Linked DNA regions of Sus scrofa: region 2 is linked to region 1. A link is a contact called in public promoter capture Hi-C data. All regions are on one chromosome and are shown on one strand. Each heading gives the region's core, a stretch centred on a gene start, on an enhancer-like site or on the middle of the called end of the contact. The rest is flanking DNA. Distances are from core to core; before and after follow the strand shown.

The links. Promoter capture Hi-C pulls out the DNA fragments that hold promoters and counts their contacts.
Region 2: a promoter capture Hi-C map of fetal skeletal muscle shows a contact between it and region 1, with 6 times the contacts expected there. The contact joins the promoter of SRSF3 here to the promoter of BRPF3 in region 1. A contact is called at or near these places in 1 of 5 promoter capture datasets (fetal skeletal muscle) and 1 of 47 Hi-C or Micro-C datasets (liver).

What each region holds. Positions count from the first base shown.
Region 1 is chr7:31,923,905-31,928,239 of Sscrofa11.1, reverse strand. BRPF3 (bromodomain and PHD finger-containing protein 3) reads right to left here and starts at 1,927. Exons shown (of 13, transcript XM_021098638.1): 1 at 1,696-1,927. It overlaps LOC110261741 (atherin-like), which reads left to right. Exons shown (of 5, transcript XM_021100034.1): 2 at 1,076-1,134; 3 at 1,285-1,581; 4 at 1,643-3,095. The coding sequence ends at 2,284.
Region 2 is chr7:32,286,908-32,291,604 of Sscrofa11.1, reverse strand. SRSF3 (serine/arginine-rich splicing factor 3) reads right to left here and starts at 2,141. Exons shown (of 6, transcript XM_021098646.1): 1 at 2,005-2,141; 2 at 94-301. The coding sequence starts at 299.

The DNA of each region.
Region 1 (4,335 bases), core at 678-3,177:
GTAGAAAAACAGAACTTGTCACCCTGGTTGCAGGATCTACCATCTTTACCCATAAAGTGGAGATGGTGATGATAATTTAGCACACTTTTATAAACTACGAAGCCCTTTTACTTGTAATATTTCTCAGCTACCTTGGAAGGTAGAATATCCTCATCTCCATTTTACAGATGAAGAAACAAAGGCTCACAAAAGTGTCACTCCACCCAAAGCTGGTTAAGTCGTAAAGCTACAGCTCAAGCCCAAATCTTGTGATCTGCTCAGCTCATCTCACCAAGATGTAAAAACACCACAGAGATGCCATGGTCTGGTACAAAAAGAAGCCTGGGGGCAATCTAGGTTCTAATCTTGGCCCTGGGTAACTGGAGAAAGTCACTCGATCTCCGGTGCCCCCATACTCTAATCAGTAAAATGAAATTAATGAAATCTGTCTTTAAGCGTTCCTATTTGTTAATGAGCTATTATTAACATCCTTACTTAAAAGGCCTTCCAATCCCAAAGTGAGACTACCAACAACCAATTTGGCTGAGGCACAGTGGCAGGCGGGCACAATCCTATTCATAACCAAAGGAAAGAGAATCATCACGGCAATTCTGAACAGGTTCCAGGGACCCTTGGCCACTACGCGCCTCATAAATGCAAACTCCATAGGGGCAGTCCGGGCCAAGAGACCTGCCCCCACCCCTTCAAGGGCACGGAGACCCTTGCAGAGCTGTGAAAAGCTACCTCAGTAGTTGAGGGAGGCGACGTGCCCCCTCCTTTGTTAAAGCCACTGTGTGTTCTCCCTCCCTCCCGGCTGCCTCCCAGGCAGTTCAGCCATCTCTCAGGCAAGCATCAAGTACCTACAGAGACCTCTGCTGTCCCATTCAAGTCTCTGAGGGGCAAACTCTAGAGGGGGAAGGGCTGCTGCTGAGGAAAATGAGATGAGTTTCGCCCGCAAAGAGCTTACAATCTAGTTTTTTGGCGGGAGTTTCTAATCCCACGCAGCCCTTCCCACATACACAACTCCAAAAATTTCCCACACCACCGGAGGTCTTCTCCGCATCCCCTGAGCCCCCCACTCGCCCACCCCACCCAGGTCCGGAAAGAATTATTATCGTCCCCCACTGCACCCTACACGAGATATTCAGGAGACAAGTGAGGACCCCTCCCAAGGCTCCTGCCCTTTTAAAGAAGCACCTCTTCCAGAAAAATCTCGACCCTTCTGAGGAGAAAGGAGGGAAATAACATCGAGGAGGGGGCGAGCGCGCCAGCGACAGACTGACGCGGAGTCCGACCCTCACACAGAGAAAGCGAGCCCCTGAGAACGAGCGGGGCACAGAAGCGAGCACCCATTGGCCGCCTCACCTGCCCGTCAGGAGAAACCGGGGCGCCAAGGGACGCTCAGAGGGTGGAACTCCCCTCTGGCTCGACCAATTGGAGAGCGTGGTGGGGGCGGGGCTCGGTGGCTCAGCTTCCAGGGCCGGGGGGAAAACAAGATGGCGGCTGCGGGAGGGGGTCCTTGCTTTTCAGCTCCCCCCCTCGCTCGCCTTCTCCTTCCCCGCCGCCGCCTTGGCTCTAGGAAACAGCTTTCGCACCGCCCCCGCCCAGCTCGGGAAGCCCCTCGCTTCCCTCCCCCACCCTGCGCAGTCCCCGGTCCCCGTAGGCCCCTCTGCCCTCGGCCCCCGCTCCGTCTGGTCCCGCTGCCGCCCCCATTACCTCAGCCGCTGGCCCGGCCCCACCGTTCGGGGGCCCCTGGGCGCGGGCGGGCCGGCAGTCGAGCAGTCGGTTCGGCCGGGGGAGCGAAGCGCGGCCTCCTCCCGCGCTAGCCTCGGCGGCCACTGACGTGCCCCCTCCCGGCCCGCGCTGGGGCCCCAGCCCAGCCGCCGCCGCCGCTCCCGGGGGAGGAGGGGGAATGAAGCCGCCGTCGCCGCCGCTGCCGCCACGGAGCCCGGCCGAGGGGAGGGAGGGATCAGCCCCCAGGCAGGATCCGCCCCTCCGGCCTCCCCCACCCCCCCGCCACCTCCACCCCTTCCCTCGCTCCCTCCCTGGCTCCGCGGGCTCTCCCGCTGAACAGGAGCGAGAGCGCGAAAGAGGGGGGGAAACGGGGGGAAAAAATCCCCCCGCCCGTGCCCGGCGCGGCGGCAGCCGGGGCTGCGCGGAGAGGAGCGCGGAGCCGCTGCCGCCACAGGGCACTGTCCCCTGCTCGGCCTCACGGTGGCGGTGCGGACGCGGTAGGGGCGCGGAGCAAAGAAGGATCTGCCCCGGCTTACCCCGGCCCAGCTCGCCGCGGGGCAAGCCGGGCTAGAGAGCTGGAGGACGTTCAGGTCCTATTGGGAAAGACCGGGGTCCCTAACTCTTTAGAGTGATCAGCCGTCCCCTCCCCCAGCCCTGCGGGAGAGGCAGCCAAGGTTTAGGGCAACAAACCCCTCCCTGGGCTTGAGGGTCCCTCCAAAGGTTAAGCCAGGGCAGACATTGATGTCAAAACCGGTCTGCGTCTCGGGGTGCAGGTGCCTGTACTACTCCCAGAAAGTCGCGCCCCTCCCCCAACCCCCTTGCTGCAGTCGGGAGGACAAAGGTCTATCGATGTCCGTACCCTCCCCCAGGGAAGACAGCCGGGGAAGACCTGCCACTGTTGGGTACAGGTGAGCGCCTGCTTCCCCCAGAGACATCCTTCTTAAGAAACAGACCTGATGTTTCTCAGTGTCCCATCGTCTCCCTCCTGTGTTTAAAAAGAAAAAAACGTAAAAGTTTGACGGTCTGCTTAAGGACGTCTGGCACCTCGTTTGTAGACAAGGGAAACAGTCTCTCCTTAAGACTGATTTGGCTAGGAATCGGTTAACGCAAAAGCGGCTTTCTAATTGATATTTGACAAATGGCAGCTTCAGACTTTCAGATACAATCAGCTTGGCTTTTACTTTGGTAAATTTTAGAAAAGCGCTCCTTTGCCACCACCACCCACTTTGCCTATGAATTGGAACGTTTACCTCACATGACTGAAGTCTTAAGCACCAATATTTAACGATGTTCAGAAAGTATGTATGGACAGACTGCCTTAAAAGTGAAGATGAATGACATATTGAAAGCGTTTCCGCTGTCCGCGCTCCTAGTACAGCTTGGTAAGACTTTCACAATTTTTCTCTTGGTTCTGACAATCAAGAACATAGATTGTAGAGTCAGAGCAAGAAGGATAAAAGCTTAGGATTCAAGTCTTCCAAATGTTTAAACTGAACGAACTTTTGAGGTATAGATGTTTATGATCCTAAGGAATTTAAACATACTGTGTTTGGGGTTTGAAAGTTTGATAAAAGTAAGGAAGCTAATTTGTATTACAAAGATGTTTTCCTGATTATACCGTAGCACCTTTTGGCAAATTGATAGCAAAAATACTTCATTAACCAATTTTGTTTTAAAAAGGGAGTGAAAAAAAAAGAAAAGAAAAAGGTAGTGGCTTGTGGATCTAAGTAAGGGCAGGGCGGTGTTTGAAAACTGTGAAGATGAAATAGTATGAACTAACCGTCAAGTGTTTTAGGGCTAGGAGGAATAATCATTTGGAGGGAAGGTGTGGAAGAAAAGATGATTAATTGTGGAAGGGAAAGCCCCAGGGGCAATAGACTATTACAGTTGCTCTTAGTTAAGGGAAAAGGAAAAAGAAGACTAATGGAAAGAAGAACACTGAATTTCATTTCTTCTTTTAAAATGTGAAATAGAACCATTTCTACATATGACTAGTAACTTTTATTTCTTGATGGATGGTCTCAAAATTTATTTAGTACAATTCCCATTTGTGTGATTGGGAGCTATCTTTTTCCACTAAAATTGATGAATAAATACTTTGAAAAAATGTATTGGTTTCCACTTGTAACAGTAAGTAAAATAATGATTTAAAGGTGAATGAAAATGCATTGTTAACCTGATACATATGATTTCCAAGTTTTTCTATTCAGAACTTTAATAGAAGACCTTATTCAGCCTAAGTATTTTCTATTTTCAACTTCTACTTTCTTAGTGGCAACATTACAGTTGTCCTCACTTTTATTTTTGGCATTTGGAATTGGTTTCTGTTAGTGTAACTGCATGCATAACCAATTTACTATGATGTAATCTTAAATGTAAGGTGGGACAATTATATCATTAAAAACAAATTTCGAACATAGCTATCAAGAGTCCCAGAGGCACTAAATTTAATTCCCTTTAATCTTTTAGCTATTTTAGAGTTTAAATTACCAGCCCTTGGCCTTATCATTAAATTAAGTTCAACAAACAGAGGCATAGACTTTTGATTCCAAAAAGTAGTTTTTAAAAATCCTCTATTTCTAAGTGGAGACTGACTTAATTTGGAGTAGGAGACTGTTTTAC
Region 2 (4,697 bases), core at 892-3,391, 360 kb before region 1:
ATCTCCACAAAGCCATCTAAAAACCTCTTATCCTAGAGATTTTAAATATTAAAAGGACAAACAACATATTATTAGCAAAAATTAACAAATTACCTCCCATCTAGCTCTCGGACAGCATCAGCTGCATCTCGGGGATCTTCAAATTCAACAAAAGCAAAGCCAGGAGGATTTCTAGCAACCCATACACTTCGGAGTGGTCCATAATAGCCAAAAGCTCGTTCCAATTCAGTCTTGTTACCATTGTTTCCCAGATTACCTACATAAACTTTACAGTCCAATGGACAGGAATCACGATGCATTTCTGTAACAAAAAAAAAAAAAAAAATCCAAAATATCATAACCCACACAGTAAAAAACAGATCCTTAGGAAAGAATTCAAAAACCGAAAAAAGGTAAAGGCACTACCCTTGAAACACCCCAATCGTTGCCAATAACCACCTGGAAGCCAAGCTGTGTAAGAAAATAAAAAAAAAAATCACCTCCCAGAGAAGTGGAGGGAGGAAACAGTAGGGGAGCATATGCCACAAAATGGGAACTGAGAGACTTAAACCTATTTCAGTTATCTGAAGGGGGGGGAGGAACAACTTTGAAAAGTAGGATTAAAAGCAAAACCTGGAGACTACAAAACAAAATGACAAGTGAAGACAAGACAGCAGTTAAGGCTAAACCACTAAAAAAGTGATAGTAATGTGCCTTCACAAGCCAAAACTTTACTCAAGCAGGACAAACTTGTTTTTTAAAAATATATATCTTGTTCTACCCTCAACAGCCGAAAGGTGTTAACCCAAATGTCCAGCAACAAAATGGAGAAGCAAAATTATTACCCATACAATGGAGTATTCAGGAACGAGTACCCATAAACATGGACAAAACGTGAAAGCATGCTAAGTTATAGATATCAGACAAAAAAAATACACGTAATACCATCCCATGTATGTGAAATATCCGAAACGGGTAAATCCAGAGACAGATTAGTAGCTACCAGGGGCTGCGGGAGAGAAAGGGGCAGGCCAAAAGGGTAGTGGCTGCTTAACAGTACAGGTCACCTTAGTGGGTATAATAAAATGCTTTAAAACTAGATAGAGGTGATAGTTACACAACATTGTGAAGGTATCGAATGCTTCTGAATCGTGCACTTTAAAATGAATGTTACATTAACTCCACCTCATGGGGAAAAAAATAGATTATTTGTTGTGCAAGAACTTAAGGCACTTTAGTTTACATTTGAAAAACCTTCAATACTAATAAAGCCGCCTCAGCAACGAATCTAATCAACTTGTAGATTACATACGAAAAGCAGCCTGTCCAAAAACTCAGCTTAAGGGCTTTTCATAAACACGTTATCCAATTAAAAAAAAAAAAAATACCCGCCCAGACACATCCTATTTGTGTGACCCCGCCCTGTGCCCAGAAGTTCCGAGACCAAACCCATTGTTGGTGAATTAATCTTTCCCAAAAACTTTACCCTGACCAGTTTTAATGCGAAGCAGCTATAAGAACAATACAGCTCAAGAAAGATCAGCTTAAAAAAAAATAGTTATTGGATTCAGGCTGTAAAAAGTGAAGTTAAAGTAACACGAAAATGAAAGAAAGTAGAGAAATCCTCAAATATGGATCGAAGGGTCCAGTCTTGAGTAGTGACTTGAAGAAAAAAAATCCTAAGCCGCTACTTAAGGAAACGTGGGCAAAAAGAAAAAAAAGGCGCCATAAATTGAATGGCCGCGATCTAGAGTACAACCGATTACCGATACCCCCTTTGCCTCAACTCGAGCAATCTCACTTCCCGATTCAGCCCCCCAGGGAAGGGTTATAAGCACCTCCACTTGGAAGCCTGGGTGCCTGCTCCGGGGGGCCGGGAGCCCCCTCCACCGCCCCGTGTTGAACGTCACAAAATGGCGGCAGCGTCTCTTTGTCTCAATCTGGCGCCGCCATTGGGCCTGGCCCCACCTCGGTCCTGTTAAGGCCCATTTCCCACCTCATTCCTTTAGTCGCTGGGTCTCTTACCGAGATCTTAGATTAGAAATGCGAAGACTCAAATCCACGCACCCGCGGCTGTCTCTTCCCACTCCCCTCCCGCCTGGCTCCAGCAGATACTCTCCCCGATCCGGCGTCCACGAAATGGCGGACCAACACCGTCTCCTCGCCTGTATTTATAAGCCATCCTGGAGTCACATGATTGGACGGGTTCGCCCAATGAGAGGCGAAGAAGACCGTGACGTAATGGCCACAAACGCTGCGAGAACCGCGGTTGCTGAGAGCCTTCTCTGGTTGTGCTGCCTCGTCGGTGGAGACGCGCGCAGCCGTCGTGCCTCAGGGCCAGAGCTCCCTCGGTGTAATTCTCCTGTTGCCGAGTTCTCCTCAGTCACCTCTCCCTCATCTCCAAATAGCCTATTAATAGGGATTTAATAACATCATCGCCGGTCACACCCAAACACTGATAGAGCCTTTTGCACCCAATAAGATTACAGTATAAAATGAGTTCATTAATTACTGCTCCGCATGAGCGGTTAGGCAGGAACTGAGACCATCACGTTTACAAACGTGCTTCGGAGTTGCTCCCAAGGTCACGGGGCTGTTTGTGAACCCGCTGTCACCACACTGTGCCCCTCCGGGTCCCACACTTGGGGAAAAGCCCAGTCACGGAAAGTCGGCCCAACTCTGGCTGGTCTGCCACCTCTCACCCAAACTGCACGATTTGGCAGAGACGATGGCGTCATCATTTTGGACTCTTGAAATGTTTAATAGAAACTCAAAGGCAAATGAGACGGGTCAGGCCATCCAGAAAGTATCGCATTTAGTAACAGTATAAAAGGAAGTTCCTGAGGAGATTGAATTCGGCACCCCTCTCCTCCGCAACGAATACCAGTCTGTCTTCTGGCAAAGGCTGTTGTACTGACCGGGGCTCAGAGGTGGGGGGTCTATGGTTCACTAACACCTTCCTCTCTGCTTTCCACTTCCTCTGAAAAGAACTGAGCCACGAAATTAACTATTGGGAGAGAAATACCAATGGTTTGTTAGAAAAATCACCAAGATCTTCCTCTCTGGAACAGTGAGTTCAGCTAAGAGGGTTGCCTGGTTTCCTCCCCTTTCAGTGGAGTCTGACTTACTAACGTATCTAAATCTGCTCTCAAGAAAAATAATAACTTGTATTTTTCCACCAGTAGCTGAAAGATATGCCAAACATTCACTGCTTTCCTTTTCCCAGATATTCTCTTATTGTGGCTCTAAGAAGTTTATCTATCCATGTGGGGTGGAGACACGACTTACTGTTTCTGAGTTTTCACACCTGTAAAAAACGAGGATTTCATACTGGCAAGGGAAGAGGGAGAATGGAAACTACATTTGTTGAGCCAAGCCCTGAGCTGGTCTTACCTGGGTTTTTCCCAGGTAGGAATTCTAGCAAAGCTTTTCTCTTCCTCTTCTTTCCTTCTCTAAATGTTTTTCTATTCTGGCTTACTTCTATTTGCTTTGATTTGCTCCTCTCTTCCTGTGTAAGCTTTTCTCCTCTTTTTATTTCCTTCTATCAAAGCAAAGCCATTGAAGTCAGACAGTCCTATATTTGGACCCACAGTACTGCTGCTACTTACTGCTAAAGTGTCTGGAGAAATATCCCTTACCATCTCAATATTAGTTTCCTCTCTGTAAAATGGGTAACTACACCAAGCCTTGCAGGGTTGTTACATGCAGTCTCCCCACTTACAGGAACTTCAACTTTGTTTGTCTTTTTGTATTTTCTAGGGCTGCACTTGTGGCATAGGGAGGGTCCCAGGCTAGGGGTCTAATCAGAGCTGTAGGCTGCTGGCCTTCGCCAGAGCCACAGCAACATGGGATCCGAGCTGTGTTTGCCACCTACACCACAGCTCATGGCAACACTGGATCCTTAACCCACCGAGCAAGGCCAGGGATCAAACCTACAACCTCGTGGTTCCTAGTTGGATTCGTTAACCACTGAGCCACAGTGGGAACTCCAGGAACTTCACCTTTGGACTGTTGTTGCTCACTCCGCCTCCCCAGGGCCTGAAAACAAGTCTGGCAGAGAGCAGATGATCAATACATATTTGTTTAATTATCTAATTAATTAAAATAAATAATGCAGATAAATAAGCTGGCACAACCCTTGCTCGAAAATGCTCTTTTTAAATGTTCTTTTTTTTTTTTTTTTTTTTTTTTTTAAGGGCTGCACCTGTGGCACATTGACGTTCTCAGGCTAGGGGTTGAATCTGACCTGTAACTGCCAGCCTACACAACAGCCACAACAACTCCAGTCCGAACTGTATCTGCGACCTACACCACAGCTCATGGCAACACCCGATCCTTAACCCACTGAGTGAGGCCAGGGATCGAACCCTTGTCCTCATGGATAATAATCAGATTCGTTTCAGCTGAGCCACAATGGAAACTCCCAAATGTTCTTTTCACATATCAGTATCCCATTCTTTACCACCATTTTTCCTGTTTGTTTGTTTGTGTGTGTAATGCTAATCCAGCATGTATCTTTTTTTTTTTTTTTTTTTTTTTTTTTTTGGTTTTTAGGCCTGCACTCACAGCATATAGAAGTTCCCAGGCTAGGGGTCGAATGGAGCTACAGCTGCCAGCCTATACCACGGCCACAGCAATGCCGGATCCAGGCCTCATCTGCTACCTACACCACAGCTTATGGTGACACTGGATCCCCAACACACTCATCAAGGCCAGGG